2 separate regions of the Mus musculus genome follow, and region 2 is linked to region 1. Evidence: chromatin contacts called from public Hi-C data. All regions are on one chromosome and are shown on one strand. Each heading gives the region's core, a stretch centred on a gene start, on an enhancer-like site or on the middle of the called end of the contact. The rest is flanking DNA. Distances are from core to core; before and after follow the strand shown. Region 1 overlaps Foxn3 (forkhead box N3). Region 2 has its middle 19 kb from the start of Gm26839.

Region 1 (4,318 bases), core at 1,233-3,732:
GAACACCCTGCTGTTGGGATGGTCGGAGACAGACTTGCATTTCCGAGTATGCCCACCTTATACCTTACATAGGGAGAAGAGAGGGGCTGTCAAAATCAATGCGAGTAGGAAGAGAAAGCACCCGTGAGAGCAGCCAGGACTGGCTGGCGAGTGTGGAGCCAGCCACGCAGCGCTGAAGGCTAAAGAAGCTAGGGGAGTGGGGGAGAGAGGGAGGGGGGTCGTCTTTATATTTTATCAGCAGAGACGTTTGGAAGGTGAGCTGAGCCTTCTATGGCCCAAGTGATATTTTCCCACGGCTCCTCCCCATCCACGAGCGCCTCCTTCCAGCCCTCCCAGTACATCTGTCCACAATAAAGGAGGATCAGCTAGTGTTTGTGTGGAAACAGCGTGACCAGAGCAAGCTCAGGGGTGAGCCAGGCTGGCTGGGGTGAACCAAGCTGCCCGCCTAGCTGCCCATCTCTGGAACAGACATGAAGGCCTCCAGAGTTAGGAGTCGTCAAGCCACTGCTGCAGTTATTTTCTGTGCTGAGAAGTTGCTGCGTGCCTGTAAGGTAACGGGACGGAGTCTTCGGTATCAGGAGCCGGTTCCTCCTCAGCCCACATAGGCCCAGCAGTTAACACAGTAAGGCAACAAAGCCATCTCATTCTTCAGATGTCAGCCATGCATCACCACCAGTCACAGGACAGACAGACAGACAGACAGACAGACAGACATGTGCGCGCACGCACAAGTCACAGGAGAGACAGACAGACAGACACACCAGTCACAGGGCAGACACACACGCATGCACAAATGCATGCACAGGTCATTACCCATCCATCTGTCTGTCTGTTTGTCTCTGTCTCCTTTTTCTTCACCCCCTTTTACCTTCTCATGAGTGCAAAGAAAAACCAAAATTCCATCTGAAGTCCAGAGTACCTGGATACCCTTGTGCCCTGTCCTGCTTTCCCCTGAATCCTAAACCTAGCTAAAGCTTCCTCCTTTCTTCCAGTGGGTAACACTCAGTCCTAGTCGTATATGTTCTGCCTCAAGGGCATAAAATTAATATAGAAATGACATTTTATGTAGTGGAAGCCTTTGATACAACAGTGCAAATGGCTCTGCTTTGGGAAGTCAGCAATCAGACATGAAATGGTACCATTGGGCTGCTCACTGGGACAGCACTCTGGCTTTCTGCCCTGCCTCCCACCCCCAAAATCTAACTCTGAAAAGCGACGCAAAAAGGTATTTGGAAGAGGACAAGGAACTGTGGTTATTTTATGAAGACTAGCTCTCAGATTCACACAGCAGCATTTTTTCCACCTTTTTAAAAGTCTTAACTCAGACAAGAAAAATTGGATGCCTTCCCCCAATAGAGTCTCTGAACTGTACTTAATGAAAGCTTGGGTAACTCGTTTGGATTTTGAAAGACAGAAGACCCTGCCCGTTGCTGACTAGGGTTTAATTGCGTAATGAGGCAGCCAATCCGATTTTTATCTGATTTAGACGCCTTGCAAAATAAGCTCCCACAGGTCTGCCCACTTTTTGCCAACATGTCCTGGCAACTTCTGTTGACTCTGTTTACTACAAAAGTGATTGGTTTCATAAAGGCCCGCTGACTCATTTTTTTGTTTATTTGTTTCTAGTCTAAGGTAGCCTAGGCTGACTTGGAACCCCCCCCCCCCCTACATAGCCAGGGATGACCTTGAACTCCTGATCCCCCTGCTTCTGGCTTGTATTGTGCTAGGGATGGAACGCAGGACTTTGTACATGCTAGGCAAGCAAGTCCATGAAGATGTTTTCATTCCAGTCTATCGTGAACAGTGGCCACATTTGCCCTTTCTTATCCTTTCCAGTTCCCCGCCTCCCTGTCCTGCCAGTCCCTTTCTGTCCCCAAGTCCCTCCTTATCTATTTATAGAGTGAGTGTGGATGCATGTGTATATAAAACCTATGTTCTGCATGTGAAGGAAGACATACAGTATTTGTCCAGGCTATTTCTCTTAATTCTCCTCTCTTCAAGGGACTTGGCTTCTTTACCCAGGAATTCATTCAGAACTCTGGCCCTGTGGTACACATCAGAGAATGGAGCCGTATGGCTCCTGAGGAGCTGGCTGTAGCCTGTATTTCTTCTTTTAAGAAAATACCCTATGTTGCTAGAAGGTGTTCATTCACCTGATTTAGTTCCCACCAGGCTGAGAAGGGGGCAAAGTACAGAAAATATGGTTGCCTCCTGTCAGATCCACCCACCTCCCCAGGCAAGTACAGTGCAAGGGAGACCTGGGTGGGTGGGTCAGGGTGAAGGGCCTGCCAGAGAACCCCTTAACAATCCCCACCTTCACAGCCGTAACTGAGAGAAGACTCTCACTAAAGCTGCTGTCTGCATTCTCCTTCTGCCCCAAAGCTCACAAACTAGGCAGGTTCCCAGCTTGGAGCTGGCTGGTGGAAGCCCGGGCTCTTGTTTGCTGTGGAGTTGTCTGGGCAGCAGAGCAGAGAGACATGAAGAGATTAGTCAAAGCAGAAGGCCCAGAAAGGGCAGTCCTCCCAGCCTGGCCAGGAGGGATCCTGTATTGGGTAGAGGAGGCAGGGGCCTGTCTCCAGCAAACTTATAGGTACCAAACCTTGTCCTTTCTAAGATAGGCTAGAGGCTGTAACCTAGAAGATAGTGCATCTACTTTGGAGATTCACACAACCAACCCCTGGCTGCAGATAAGGAAATTTTCTCATTTAGCAGATAAGGCAATAGAGGCCATTTAGGCTGGGTAACCTGCCGGGACCTGTTGTTGGATAATCAGGAAGATATCATCGCAGAGAATATACGCTGATGTATTTCTTCATCTTTAACAGTTTCCTAACTTCTTGAGATGTGTTCTCCATAGTTTTGTTTGCATGCTGCCCCTAAGGGACTTAGGTTTTTTTTTGGTTTCGTTTCGTTTTGTTTTAAATCTTCAGGGATCCCTGGAAAAAGCTCAACACATGGTAACAACATGTACAATATGGTAATAACAGTACCATGTGTGTGTGTGTATGCGTGTATGCGTGTGCTGCATACACTTGCTGGCATAGGTGCGAGCGCGTGTGCCTGTAGCTGCTCATGTGTGCACATACATGTGGAACCCAGAGGCCCATGCCAGCTTCCCCTGGTGTCTTTCCACCTTTTTTGTTTGCTTGTTTTGACAGTTTCTCACTGAACTGTTTTGGCTGGACCGGCCTTAGGGCTCTACCTGCCTCTCACCACAGATAGGGTCATACATGCCCCCACGCCCAGCCTTCTGCCTGGGCTCTAGATTCCTAACCTCAGGTCCTGCTTCTTTGGCAAGCACTCTGCTGACTGAGCGTTCTCTCCAGTCCAGAACCATCTCTGTTTCTCAATAACAAACGTGTTAGGGTTGTGTTGGGTAGTTACAAACTCTTAGTCAAAAACCACACTGCACGTTAGTGCATGTGAAAGTTTCACAAGCACCCGAGACCTTGGGACCCTGTTTTCTGTCACCAAGGAGGAGGATATGCCGTTCTCTTGTACTGACGCTCCAGAGGGAGGCCTCTGCCCAACGGGTCTCAATCCAGCTCCTTTCTGTATCCGCGCCTCTCATAGAGTCCCATAAAACTTCCAGATCCTTCCCAGAAATACACACCTCAAGCAGCTCCCAGTAAGCCCTTTATGGACTGAACTCCTGACCCAGGTCCCTCCTTCCCTATCCTCTTGGCCTCCACATTCAGGTTTGCCCCTTCTTCACACAGGAGCTGCCTCTGTTTGGCTCTTCATAGATGCTAATGAGAAATAGAGGGGGGGGGAGGGTCCAGCTCCTGAGGGGAGGGGGGAGGACAGGCTCTACAGCTGCCTGCTGTGAAGGACTGAGTGAGCTCTCTTCTGCCACCTTAGTGAGTGTGTCCCAGATGACCTGGTGGAAGTAAGCATTGAGCGTCCTCAGAAGTTTAATCTCTGAGATTGCTCCCAGTTTGGGCTCTAATACAATGTTTGATGTACAGTGGTGTCCGTTGGTTTTATGAGACACTATATAATAGAAAGTATTGCTATTTTTAAAACGAATCAAATAAATTAACATCTTAAAAAGAATTTCTTTACCTGTGTGTACAAGGCCCAAGTGGAGGTCAGAAGAAACTTGGAGTTACTTCTCCCCCAGTAGGTGAGTCCTAGAGATCCAACTCCAGTCAGTCACCAGGATCAAGGCAAACCAGCCAAGCCAGCCAAGCCATCTTCCCCACCCCAAGTGTGAGTGTGTGTGTGTGTGTGTGAGTGAGAAATGGAATCAGTAATGAAATCCACATTGGATTCATTAGCTATCCTTTTTGTTTGTTTTTGCAAAGTGCTTAGAGAA
Region 2 (4,318 bases), core at 1,172-3,671, 310 kb before region 1:
CTGTATTCTACTTGTAATTAGTACCACTAAGTTTATAATATAGTTGCCCTGAGTTAGATAACGTTTGCAGTCTAAAGCACAAACTATGTGATATATTCTTTGAAGGCATGACTTCTGTGTTCTAGTTTCTTATAGCCAGGCTGGCCTTGAACTCACTGTGAAGCTAAGGATGACCTTGAACTCTTATATAGGCGTATACCACTATGCCTGGTTTATATGGTGCTGGGGCATAGACTTAGGGATCCATACATTCTCTACCGACTGAGCTGTGTCCCACACCGCAAGTTCTGAACATCATAAAAAGCAAAGCTTCTCCGTGATGGAGAAGAATCTTGCTCTCAGGAGGTGCTTGCTAACATGTTTAAGCAACTGGAATTATGGTCCACAAGTTATCACCTTATTCCTTTAAGGTTTTTGGTTTTTGTTTTGTTTTGAGGCTTAAAATGGTTCAGAATAAGAACTTGGGGAGAAAGCTAACTCCCCAAAGTCTGGAGAGAGCTCTGTGGCGGATCACAGAGGCACAACAGTGTTGTGTTGAAACAAGCCCCTCTGTTTCCTGTGGGTTGCTACGAGACTTGGTCACTCAGATGCCAGCATTTGTGGAGGTCTCAGTATGCTGGCCCTATTGAGAGGGAGCAATGCTGATACAGCCCACCATGGTGAGCATTAGTGGAGGGAGTAGAGGTAGACAAGTTACTTCAAGTGTGGGAAGACCGTTGCTGTTGACGTTGGTTGATGTAGTGTTCGTCAGACCCTGGGGTATTTGTAGGAGATAAAAGTAGGCTATGGAGACAGCAGAGAGAAGGAGTAACTGGGCAAGGCTGGAACGCATGTAAGAAGCCGGAGATGGTCCTGTGTATCTGCAATCCCAGCACTCCTGTTGTGAGATGGGAAAGGGGTGGGGGGATGACACTTCACATGGCAAGCCTGGACCATGTGGCTCAGCAGAAATCAGAGAGGCCTAGCCTCAATGAGGTAGAAAGACAGAATCAGCCTCTGAGAGTTGTCTGCTGGCCTCCACGTGTGTGTGCACACAATACACACACACACACACACACACACAGAGAGAGAGAGAGAGAGAGAGAGGGAGAGAGAGAGAGAGAGAGAAGAGCTAGGTACCGTTCCCATCTTTTAGGAGCCCCGTACTTCCTTTCCCTTTATTGACTTTAGGTTTTGCTTAAGCAGGCAGACCTTCTACCTCCAGGCCAGAGTTTAGCAAATCTACAACCAAGGCGCTCGCCAGCTCTGAAGGAGTCCCAGGGCTGCAGGACATCTCAGCTTGACTGGACCCCGGCTGCTGGCCTCAGTGTCCCCCAAGTTAACGCATTAATCCCTTTGTTGTTAGGCTCCCCGTTGCCAGTGCTTCATTTTTATGTTCTGTTGCTTAGAAAACGACAGTGACATATGGACGGAAGTTAAATTGTTGGAATCATATTCTGTTTTCTTTTCGCTGAGTGGTTTTCTTTCTCCCATGCCATGTACTATGGATGGGAAAGTCCCCTGACATTGCTGTAACTCTGATCTATTATCCACCTGCTAGGATGTAAACACTGTGCATGTGGCAAATCGCTTTATATGCCAATAAAGCCTGTGTTTTGGAAAAATGTCGGACTGTTTGTATCCAAAACATTGTTTGGAATCAAGTTCTCTAAAACAGGCAAATTAAGAATAGGAAGTGATATCCTGAATAGCATCATTAAAATTCCAGGAAAGGACAGACATCTTGCAAATGCAAGATGTGGTGAGGCTATAATTAGGCAGCAACCACACCACTGGTCTGCTTGAGAATACTGCTTCTCCTTAGACTCTGTTCCTGTCTGACCAAGAAGAGTCACTGTAAGGATGATCCAACAGGCAGGGCTAGCCTTCTCAAAGGCTACTACACCAGGCCCTTCACTACTGTGGCTTTTTCTTTTATAAAATAGGGGATAGAATTTTGTACAAAAGAGCAGAGTATAGCATTTTAAAATAAACTAGAGGAAGAGAAGGAGGCATACGGCTTGTCATATAGAGCTTGTCAGGTTTTTTTCTCCACTCCAAAACTTCCCAGACATGTATTAGTATACACACACACACACAAAATCTGTCTTATTTACTAAATCTCAGGGCATCAATGACATACAGGACCTGACAGACTGACATCATAGTGAGTTCCATCTTGCTGATGCCGTGAGGTACTGAGTGTCCCTGCCCCAGTGAGCATTTGTTCCTTTCTCTCTTTAGCATCAAATAGCACAAAGGAAAGAGTCAAGAACTAATAATTTTCCTATGGGCACCGTGGTCTTTAAGTGTGTATTTTTAGCAGAGGGCGTCCTTTGTTGTGGTTAGGTTGACCAAACATTCTGCTTTGTTTGTGGTGCTTCTGGTCTGTGCCCGCAGACGCAGTGAGGTCCCCACTGATGTCTATTTTTATCTCCCATCAGCGTCCTCATTTGCATGATAAGTTTTGCTCACCTAGCTAGCTCGCTCGCTCGCTCGCGTGGGCTGTCAGTGTGTCTAACATTAGCAGATGTAGTTTGTTCAGGTCTCCTCTTCTGCAGAGAAAAGTTGCTTACAATCAAAAAGAAGAAACAAAACAAAACCGGAGTCCTGGAGATCCATCAAGGCATTGAGGAACAAGGTTGAAGGTGAAAACCCACAGAAGGGAAGCTGAGCCTCTGGGCCTGTTTCCTGTTACTAGTGTGACTTTGTTAACCAATATCCATAATTCATATATCCAGAGGGCTAAAATGTAAGACAAACAATTGACCTTTTGGAATACTTGCTGCGGTTAAATCCCAGGAGAGCATGCTTTCTGGGGTGATAGAAACGACCTAAGATTGGATTCAGAGAAGGCTATGATGGTATGATTGGATTCATGAAAACCATTAAATGAATCCTTGTAGTTGGTGACTTTAATGGCGTGTAAATGGCTTCTTGTACTCCAAGGAAGTGTTTTCGGAGGCGAAATGGATGGATTCAATAAAGGGGATGCCAGTGAAGAGAGAATTGGTGACTTAGAAGATGGAGCAGAAGGAAATAAAGCCCAAGGCTGGAGTGTACTTCTGTGGGGCCCTGGAGTCTGTCCTCAGTGCCAAAGTAATAATGAGATAGCAACAAGAACAGTGACACCGGGAGGTGGCAGCACAGACAATAAACAAGATCATGAAGACATAAAATGTGGTAGGAATACCCCACAGATATGTAACTGTATATTCATCAAGAGAGAGAAAATGAGACAGAAGAGGTGTTTGTGGGGGGCAGTGTTTCAGGTTTTGTTGTTTCTGTTCTATTTTGTTTTGTTTTGTTTTGTTTTGAAGCAAGCTCTCCCACCGTAGCCCTGGCTGGCCTAGAATTCTCTATGTACAACAAGCTGGACTGAATTCACAGAGGTCCACCTGTTTCTGCCTCCCGAATGCCAGGATTAAATGCACGTGCCCCCATGCCCAGCTTCAAGTTTCTGTAACCCTTATTTATTTACTGTGGGTGTATGTGTGCGTAGGGAGGGGCACATGCTGTGACTGTGTGTGAAGGTCAGAGGGCACTTTATGAGATTTGGCTTTCTCCTTAAACCATGTGGGCCCTTGGGATTGAACTAAAGTTGTCAGGCTTGGCAATGTGCAACTTGACCTGCTGAGCCATCTCACAGGCCCAGAGAATGTTGGGGAAGCCCTAAGATATGGAACAGTGTACATACATATATACATATATATGTGCTCGTGCACACATACTCTAGCATTGTACAATTCTGAAAACAAACAGTAGTTAGAGTTAGGACCAGCAACTATTTGCCTTAATGGAGCCACCATGAGACTGACAGCAGAGTGTCTTAATGGAAACAATAAGGATCAGGTGGAAGTGGAACTTTTTGTGTGTCATTGCTGAAGGAAAACAACTGTTTGTCAGGTTCAGCATCTAAGACTCTTCAAGATTGAAAAACCAGTGGTTTTAAAGGGTGGCCGGGCTAACTTGCACTAAAGACAACTCCTTCAAGGGTACCTGTAGGATAGAAGGAATGTTGTTCCCGATGAGTGCTCGGATCTGCAGGAAGCAGGGAAGACCCACAGAAACAACAATTCGTTCAATGTAAGTAAATATTGACTAGATAAATAATGGTAATTGAGCCCCACGGAGCTTAACATAGACAGGGAGTAGACAAATGGCCAAGGAAGAGTGTAAGCAAAGAAGCTAATAAAGTGAAAGTTGTCCCGAGTTCCTCGTGGTGAAGGGCTAGTTTGTATTAACCATTGCTAAGTTAAGGATGCATATTTTAAACTCTGGGTAATCATTAAAAGAATGATGAACAAATGTATAAACAATAAGCTGAGGGAGATAAAAT

The links. Hi-C and Micro-C count contacts between places; a contact is called where the count stands out from the background.
Region 2: a Hi-C map of liver shows a contact between it and region 1, with 4 times the contacts expected there. The contact joins two enhancer-like sites. A contact is called at or near these places in 2 of 484 Hi-C or Micro-C datasets (both in liver) and 1 of 115 datasets of contacts at active chromatin or transcription factors (bone marrow-derived macrophages).

Annotation. Positions count from the first base shown.
Region 1 is chr12:99,231,700-99,236,017 of GRCm38.p6, reverse strand. The region is part of intron 4 of Foxn3 (forkhead box N3); the gene reads left to right. Among named protein-coding and RNA genes, the nearest start is that of 4930474N09Rik, 71 kb to the right of the region's middle. Within about 2 kb of position 2,482, at least 37 of the 459 cell types and tissues checked have an H3K27ac peak or open chromatin away from gene starts, as enhancers often do. A contact at or near this core is called in liver, where this site is marked.
Region 2 is chr12:99,542,789-99,547,106 of GRCm38.p6, reverse strand. It overlaps a transcript of Foxn3 not described here. Among named protein-coding and RNA genes, the nearest start is that of Gm26839, 19 kb to the left of the region's middle. Within about 2 kb of position 2,421, at least 35 of the 459 cell types and tissues checked have an H3K27ac peak or open chromatin away from gene starts, as enhancers often do. A contact at or near this core is called in liver, where this site is marked.